Regions from separate parts of the Sus scrofa genome. Here region 2 is linked to region 1. The links are chromatin contacts, called in public Hi-C maps. All regions are on one chromosome and are shown on one strand. Each heading gives the region's core, a stretch centred on a gene start, on an enhancer-like site or on the middle of the called end of the contact. The rest is flanking DNA. Distances are from core to core; before and after follow the strand shown.

Region 1 (4,338 bases), core at 487-2,986:
AGAGTTTTTTTGTTCATTGAGAAGAACGTGGGATGTGTTGGATCTTTTGGTTTCTAAACCTGTTTTTAAGGACTCCCCTCATGAATTCTACCCCAGTTCTGTGGAATCAGAATTGCTAAAGTGGGGCCCAGGCATCTATTTTTTTTTTTTTTTTTTTTTGAAGTTCTCCTGGTGATTCTGTTCATCAGTGAGGTTTGGGAAGCACCTTCCAGATGGAGGGAGTAGTTTGAGAAACATGGAAGTCAGACAGCACAGAGCATGTTTGGAGAACAGAGTGTAATCTGATTACTGATTTTGGCAGAAGCTGAGAGTTTGGGGAGAGAAGGCCATAAGGGTTGCTTGGAGCTGGGATCTAGAAGGCCTTGGTTGCCAGGCCTGGGCTTGTGGAAGTATTCGGTAGATAAAGGGCACGTGTGGAAGAAGACTTTTGTGTAGAGGAAGAGCATGTTCTCTTGGGGGAGGACAGGAGAGACTAGAGGGTGGTAAGTGGCTGGGGGCAGGGAACTCTCTTATCAGGAGGCTATGCAGTATCACCTCAGTTGCAAAGTCCGAATAGCTAAGGTGGTAGTAGTGGGCTGGTAAGGAAGGGGGCAGAGGTGAAGGCTTTTTGGAGGAGGAGCATGATGGGTTTGTGACTAATTGGTGGGGTAGCATAGAAGAAGACAGGTCTTTCTGTATGGTACTAACAAGCCACGAAGTGTTGGGTGGAGGATTGTGGTGACTGGAGTGGATGCTATTGGCCGACCATGATGGATTCATCTTTGTTTCCTTTCTAACTCATGTTGCCTGTATCCAGTCAGTCACCTGGTGGCTGGTGAGGGGTCAAGGTGAGGGGGCTGGATCTCCGTCACCAGAAGTGGGTCATGGGAGTCAATAGTGCTCTTTGCGGTTGGGACCTTGGAGAATTCCAATATGGCTGCTGTGGTTTTTGAGACAGGTTCATGGTGAAGCTGGCCGAAGAGACAGATGGGATCATTGTCTCCAATGACCAGTTCCGGGACCTGGCAGAGGAGTCAGAGAAGTGGATGGCAATCATCAGAGAGCGGTGAGGGAGCCCTCCCCTGAGAATAGGGCACGGACTCAGACCTTTCTCTAAAACCAGCTCTGCTCTGCCAGCGGGTGAGGACTCTGGGAAGGGGCTGCCATTGCTTTGTGAAGGATGGTAGCCGGCAGCTTCTGGTGGTGTTGGTCTTAGCTGTCTGGGAGGTGGGCAAGAGCCCCTCTGTGACCACACTTCTTTGTGCCCATCTAGTCTGCTGCCCTTCACCTTCGTGGGAAACCTCTTCATGGTGCCTGATGACCCACTGGGGCGAAATGGCCCCACACTGGATGAGTTCCTGAAAAAGCCGGTCAGGTAATGCCCAAAACTCTCCCAGGCAGCCCCCAGGCTTGGTCCTTGCTCTGCAGGGGCCTTGTAGGCCTGGAGAATTGAGGGAAGAATGACCTCGGTCTTTTGGCCAGTTTTCTCCTGTAATAGTGCAGGTTGCCTTGGACTTGCCCTTTAACTGCTTCCCAAGGAATCCTGACGCAGACGTCCTGGCTGAGAGGGAAGCCCCTGCTTCCTGTTTTCCCTCATCAGTGTGTTGGATGGAGTTATTTGGAAGATGGTTGCTTTTACTTAGAGGCAGTTGCATTGAGCACGCCCTCTGCTGGACAGAAAGTGATTACTGTATTAGACTGGAACTAGATAGTGGCAGGCTCACCTTCCCTTCAGAAGTGGGTTGATAGTGCCACTCAGTGGTCAGTTTCTGGAACTCTAGGGTTGCTCGCTGGAGCCAGTACTAGGCAGGGTAGTTAACTGGGAGTGGAGGGCTGGGAGGTCCACTGGCTCATAACTTCCCTCCAGGATGCTCATCAACTCTTCCTGTTCTGTCTGCTTTTTCCCAGGGCACAGGGATCTTCTAAGGCTCAGCATTCTGCCAGGGGCTTTGCAGAACATGGCAATCAGCAGCAGGGGAAAAAAGAAGAAGAAAAAGGCAGTGGTGGCCTTCGGAAGACACGGGAGACAGAGCGGCTCCGGCGCCAACTGCTGGAGGTATTTTGGGGCCAGGATCACAAGGTGGACTTCATCCTGCAGCGAGAGCCATACTGCCGGGACATCAACCAGCTCTCCGAGGCCCTGCTCAGTCTCAATTTTTGAGCCTTACCTGTCTGAGTGACTGCCACCCCATCAGCTCCAGCCCCGCCCAGCTCAGCTCATTCTGTGAGGCTCCCTCTGCTGCTCAGAGCCTAACCCAGACCCACCCTGAGTTAGTGTTTTGGGTCAGGGAAACACTGAGGAAGAACATTCATGTTGGGGGAATGCTCTTGCTGGGGGCGCTTTGGGGGACAGGTCCATAAAGTGACCTGATATCATCTTGAGTGAGGACCTCAACCAGCTCTTAGGAGGTTCTGCTCAGCCTTAACTTCTCAACCATGCATTATGCAGGGTTTCTGTAGGGAGTGGGGGCTGCTGGAAAGGGTATGTCCCAGAGATTAGGACTGCTGGGCCCTCCTCCATGCCGAGCTGGAGATGGAGGCTAGGATGGGTCGGAGAGGAATGTAGAACAGGTGGCAAGGAAGCTAAGCCTTTCCTCCTCCTGGCTGATGCTCTGATGGCCAGAGGACAGGACGCCTCCCAGGCCTGGCTGGGCTCCTGGGTACATCGAAGGGAATGCTGGGCCCTCGAAAGGCTGGTGTTCTGGGTTACTGTGGGTCAGGGGGGAGCTGGTGGAGAAGGCAGGGGGAGACTTTGGCTTCTGGTCTCAGCTGTGCCTGTCTGTGACTTTGACTGATCTTGGTCTTTACTTCTGCCTATAAGTCGGGGGTAAAAATGCCTGTTTGAAGGAGAGAAGAGAATGTGGAGGAAAACTCCTTGGAGGAAAGGTACTTGGACCAAGTCTCAGGTGTCAGTCTGTGGGTTACACAGGCTTCCTAACCAAAACCTCACTTTCAGAGCGCTGAGGGTCCTCTGTCTCCAGGGCCTGTGCCCTAGATTTTAACACTGCATCCTCAGTAAAATGTGCCCTATAATGGCTGCACTCCTTTTGAGCAACCCCTCTAAATCCACATTTACAAAACAATTAGTTAGGGTTGACTGTTTGCATTTCTGGAATACTCTCAGGGTTCGTTCCTATCAATGGCAGCTCTCTTGTTGCATTCAAGTGCTTGTTTACAGTTCAACGAATGTGTCAGAAAGTCCCCAGTCCCAGGTTAATGCATGAGCTCCAGCATTGAACAGTCACCAAACTGATTAAGTCATGCTCTGAGAGGACAGTGTTCATGAGACCTGACCCTTGTTTTTTCTACAGTACACAAATGTTGCCTAAAGCGATCACCCGCTTCTACGTGTGTGTGTGTGTGTGTGTGTGTGTGTGTGTGTGTGTGTGTGTGTGTGTGGATGTGGATGTGGATGGGAGGGTTTGCAGAGGTTGTATCTAGAGGAACCAATCTGAAAAACGAAAACTGAAGTATCAGTCAGAAGGTACTTGACTGGCTACCAGACCAACTGCTGTCACATCAGGACTTTCCCTCTCCACCTTGATTCCTATAAGTCATTGTCCTGTATGTGCTTGAAGTCCTCCTATGCCAGGGAGTCTACTACCTCCAAGGCAGCCCATCCATCCGTGGACAGTATTAGTCAGTCCTTCCTCTGGTGCAGCCCGATATGCTTTTTGGTGACTTTTAGCTTTGAGGCCGGTCATTCCCTCAGGAACAGTACTGAGCCAGTCAACTTCCTCAAGAGTCCAAGACCACATAAAGATGTAGGACAGGTGCCCCTAGGTTCTGTGCAGTCTGGGCCCTGCAGCAAATCCCTGGACATGGTCCTTTTTAAGGCTCTGACTCCTGCTCCCTGAGCAGCACAGGGAGTTGACATCACCCCAGATCCTTGTTATCAGCAGCTAGCACGTGGAGCTGAGTGATAGAGCTCCCTGGGTCCCAGTGTCTTCCCCGTTGGTCATGAACACTGCTACACGACACTCACCTGGCTGGGAGCAGGTGTGTTGGAGTGAGGCCAGTCGAGGTGGTGACAATGATTCAAAGACAACCCATAGTCCCCTCAGAAGAAAAGAGATTGGTTAATATGGCCTGAATTGGGGGCTAGGGGAACTACTTCTGGTTAAACTGTGGCAGACATCGGGGTCGAAAAAAGGGAAAGGGTTCTTGAGGAAGCCTTTTTTTCCCTGATAGGGTGGAGTTTGTAGTTTTGGATAGGTCCCTTGTACCTCTCACTTTCAGTGCTGGTGGGGGTGTATGGGCTCGGGGTATTTTCTGCCCTTTTGTGCTAGGGACCATGGTTGACCAAAGTGGCCCCGATCAGGTAGGAGGCAATCCTTCGCTTCTGATAGTCCTAAGCTC
Region 2 (4,338 bases), core at 492-2,991, 210 kb before region 1:
AGAGGGTGTGGAGAAAAAGGAACTCTAGTACACTGTTGGCGGGATTGTAAATTGGTGTGACCACTGTGGAGAGCAGTATGGAGATGCCTCAGAAAACTAAACATAGAACTACCATTTGATCCAGCAGTCCCACTCCTGGGCATCTATCCAGAGAAAACCACGACTTGAAAAGACACATGTACTCCAATGTTCACTGCAGCACTATTTACAATAGCCAAAACATGGAAACAACCTAAATGTCCATCGACACAGGAGTGGATCAAGAAGATGTGGTACATATACACAATGGAATATCACTCAGCCATTAAAAAGAACGAAATACCAGCATTTTTAGCAACATGGATGGACCTAGAAATTATCATGCCATACAATGAGACACCAACATCAAATGATTTCACTGACATGTGGAATCTGAAAAAAGGACAGACTGAACTTCTTTGCAGAACAGATGCTGACTCACAGGCATTGAAAAACTTATGGTTTCTGGAGGAGACAGTTTGGGGGGTGGGGGGATGTGCTTGGGCTGTGGGATGGAAATCCTGTGAAATCAGATTGTTATGATCATTATACAACTACAAACGTGATAAATTCATTTGAGTAATAATAATAAAAAATAATAGCCTTTAACATGCCTCCTGGCCTCAATCCTTAGCTAAGAGGTGGAGGTGGATCAGAAGGACTAAAGAGGTTAATGGTTATTATGCATGGTAAATACACTAAGGAGCTCACAAAATAACGATAGACTTACTTAGCTGTAATAAAACCTAAATAACGTTGCACTGCATCAATTGTTCGTTTTTGCCTCTCTGTCTGAGGGTACACAGGAGGAAATAGTAGATAAGATTAATGAGGGTTGGTGAGGAATCACAGGAGGCGGGATAGAGATGAAGGAAACACTTGAAACTAACAAGAACTAGGGCACTGATAACTAACCTGCCTCAGTCAAGGAAGTGAGACTGGTCCAGGATGCTGGGTCAGAAAGACAGGTGCTGACTGAACACGCTCCCAGCTTTGTTTCCTGACGGCCGGCTGAGGCACTACACCTTGGCGACAACTAGCAAAGGCTTACAGTCTAGTTCCTGGGAGGCTCCCAGTTCCCTAGGCTAACCTTTTGGTGCTGTGCTCAGAGGAACCTACGTTAGGGGCTGGGAGAAGCAGGTTATCTGGGTATGAAGGATGGAGAACAGAGCTTATTCCAAGAATACGAGAGAGAAGGAGACCAAAATGCTGCTAGGCCTTCTCTATGACTGCGGCGGTTCGAATACAGAGAGAGCCCAAACAAAGGCGGCCTCTTTCTGCGTCAAGGCACACACCTGGAGTGAAAGCAACCACTGCCGAGACCCCAGGGTCCGCTGGCTGGGCCAACCCCTAGCTCTCAAAGCCCTCTTGCCCCCCCCCCCCCCATCCCATCACCCCTCGCGCGGAGTCCCGAGGCTGTCAGCCCCCTCCAGGCTCGGGAAAGGCATGGTTTTCCTTCCCGGCTTCTCCCTTAAGGCACTGCGGCCAGCCCAGTACCACTGAGTCTTGGCAAGGGTAGCAGTGCTCCCACCTTCACTTTAATTAGCATCTTCCTCCCAGTTTAGAGCTGCACACAGGTAAATTGCTGCTTCTGCCGCTGCGGTCGCCGCTACCGCTCCCCAGCACTCCGCCTGTAGAAGTCACTTCTGCTTCCGGGTCACTGTCTGGCTCCACCCACCCGCTCCACCCCCTCCTTTCCACGGGGTTCTGGAAAGGCTCAGAAGTGCTCTCGCGTTTCTTTTTGGGGGCATAAAAAAAGAAGGCAGTCCGTTTAGTTACAGCAGAGATGACGCCACTCCGATCCTGAGAGTCCCTAGCGAGCCAGGGCTAGTGGACAGTGGGGGCGGGACGAATTACTTCTCCCATCATGCCAAGGAGCAGGCCCGCGCGTCCCACCCTGGGAGTTGTAGTCTCCTGTCCCTTGAATCCAACGGCATTCTCAGCGTGTGAACTCTGTTACCCAGAAGTCTTCTCAGGTCCTCCACCGAAGCTGGAATTCCTTGGTTAATTGTTCTCTCTGGCTATTAGCGGAACCTGTTAGTGTGGCCCACGAAGGTCAGCGGAGCTGCGCGAGGCTAGTTGCTAAGCAAGAGGACCTTCGGTCAACTGCCACCTGGGCCTCGACGAGAGGAAGTGAGTACCCCTACTCCGGAAGCTGGTTATGGGACCCCACTGTTCCCTCCTGGTCGGCTTCTTACCCCAAATTTCTCTTTGCAAGGGCAGGAAAAAGAAGAGTGACCTTTCTAGGGTCACTCACGACTCCGCTCCAGTTCTTCTCCTCCAGGAAATAGTACGTGGGATGGAAACACCAATAATAATTGAAACCACGGGACAGGTCTGAGGTGACTGTCTTCACGGACCGTGCCTCGGCCAGTGCTCTGATCTTCCACATCTAAGCAAGAAGCCCTGCCATTAAGGCCTAAGAGGAGATTGGTTCAGCTACCACTTCCTTACTTTTCCTACCCTCCAGGTCTCAAATTCGTCACTACCCCGAAGTCCCTGCCATGCCTCACATCGACAACGACGTCAAACTGGACTTCAAGGATGTCCTGCTGAGACCCAAACGCAGTACCCTTAAGTCTCGAAGTGAGGTGAGCCTGCTTCCTTTGTTGCTTCTTCTTGAGCCCACCTAATTGCTCCTGGTGGGCCAGGACTGAGACAGATTCCTGGCTCTTGCCCTCCTGCAATACTTGTCTTTTGGATCAATAAATGCTCAGTGTCCTGTTCCTATCTGCAGGTGGATCTCACAAGATCCTTTTCATTTCGGAACTCAAAGCAGATGTACACTGGGATCCCCATTATCGCTGCCAATATGGATACTGTGGGTACCTTTGAGATGGCCAAGGTTCTTTGTAAGGTAGGACTTCCCTTGTGCCCCTTCCTCATAGTGTCCAGGTTTGGGGGCTGACTGCAGAGGTATCTGCATCTCCACCCCTATCTCAGGTCAACTCTAGCAATTAACAGTGAGGATGCTCAATTTACTGTTTTAAAGCAGTACTAAGACCCCTTTATCTGGATTCAAAAGGCCATCTGGATTTTTAAGTTGGTTTTTTGTGGGTTTTTTTTTTCGCTTTTGAGTTGTATGAGTTCTTTATATGTTTGAATATTAACCCCTTATCAGATATATAGTTTTAATTTTTTTTTTCCCATTCAGTAGGTTGACTTTTCACTTCGTTGATGGTTTCCTTTGCTATGAAGAAACTTGTAGAGGTATCATGAAGGGATGTTGAATTTCTGCATCTCCTGAGATAATCATATGGTTTAATTTTTAATTTTTGTCTTTTGGAGCTGCACCAGCGATATATGAAGGTTCCCAGCCTAGGGGTTGAAATCGGAGCTACAGCCACAGCAACCCAGGATCCGAGCTGCCCTGTCTGTGACCTACACCACAGCTCACGGTAACACCAGATCATTAACCCACTGAGCGAGGCCGGAGATTGAACTTGTGTCCTCATGGATACTAGTCAGATTCATTTTCACTGAGCCACAATGGGAACTCTGATGATCATATAATTTTTGTTTTGTTGATATGGTGTAGCATGTTGATTTCACCCAGTAGGTATTGTTTAATTGCCACACATTTTTGAATTTTTCAGTTTAATTTTTGTAATTGGTTTTTTAAATTTCATGTCATTGTGGTTGGAAAAGATGCTTGGGTATTCCCATTGTGATCCAGCCTTGCCTTGAGCTGTGGTGTTGGGTGCTGACATGGCTCTAATCCTGCCTTCTTGTGGTGTGGCCTAGGCCGGCAGCTATAGCTCCGATTAGACCCCTAGCTTGGGAACTTCATATGTTGCTAGTGCAGCCCTAAAAAGCAAAAAAAAAAAAAAAAAAAAAAAAAAAAAAGAGAGAGAAAAAAAAGAAAAAGAGAAAAGATGCTTGACATGTCAATCTTTTAAATTTTATTAAGATTAAAAAAAAAAAAGGCCGAGTTGTGAAATTCACAGCTAAGTTTTGCTCCCATTTTTCTGATATATGAATGGAACTTTCCCTTTTCTCCTGTCCAGCAATTTATACATCCTGACAACTTTTTTTAACATCCAGGTCATCTTCTCCAAATCATATGCATCTCTCTTTACACTACTGTTAGGACACTGAGCATTTACTGTTTTAGTCCAGAAACTAAATATAGAGTATTGAAAAATTCCTAATTAGAAGATCCTAGAGAGAAGCAGCTTATTTCCTTTCATGCCTATTTTTTTTTTTTTTTTTAAACCTTTCTCTTCTTTAAGTCCTAGGTTCCTGGGAGTTTCTGAGATGAGCCCCAAAATAGAATGTGTTTTTCTTATATACAGGTTATTGTTCAGTTTCAAAATGGAA

The links. Hi-C and Micro-C count contacts between places; a contact is called where the count stands out from the background.
Region 2: a contact with region 1 is called in a Hi-C map of omental adipose tissue, with 1.9 times the contacts expected there. The contact joins the promoter of GMPR2 here to the enhancer-like site in region 1. A contact is called at or near these places in 6 of 47 Hi-C or Micro-C datasets (liver, mesenteric adipose tissue, omental adipose tissue and 2 more) and 1 of 2 datasets of contacts at active chromatin or transcription factors (alveolar macrophages).

Annotation. Positions count from the first base shown.
Region 1 is chr7:74,854,744-74,859,081 of Sscrofa11.1, reverse strand. It overlaps KHNYN (protein KHNYN), which reads left to right. Exons shown (of 8, transcript XM_021099195.1): 6 at 938-1,045; 7 at 1,253-1,354; 8 at 1,888-4,338. The coding sequence ends at 2,140. SDR39U1 (epimerase family protein SDR39U1) reads right to left here. Exons shown (of 6, transcript XM_013978164.2): 6 at 3,342-4,338. Among named protein-coding and RNA genes, the nearest start is that of SDR39U1, 5.9 kb to the right of the region's middle. Within about 2 kb of position 1,736, at least 16 of the 83 cell types and tissues checked have an H3K27ac peak or open chromatin away from gene starts, as enhancers often do. A contact at or near this core is called in alveolar macrophages and omental adipose tissue, where this site is marked.
Region 2 is chr7:75,067,482-75,071,819 of Sscrofa11.1, reverse strand. It overlaps GMPR2 (GMP reductase 2), which reads left to right and starts at 1,741. Exons shown (of 10, transcript XM_001928014.5): 1 at 1,741-2,151; 2 at 2,489-2,609; 3 at 2,756-2,875. The coding sequence starts at 2,523. NEDD8 reads right to left here and starts at 1,873. Exons shown (of 4, transcript XM_003128544.4): 1 at 1,550-1,873. The coding sequence starts at 1,567. TINF2 (TERF1-interacting nuclear factor 2) reads right to left here. Exons shown (of 8, transcript XR_002345917.1): 8 at 3,925-4,338.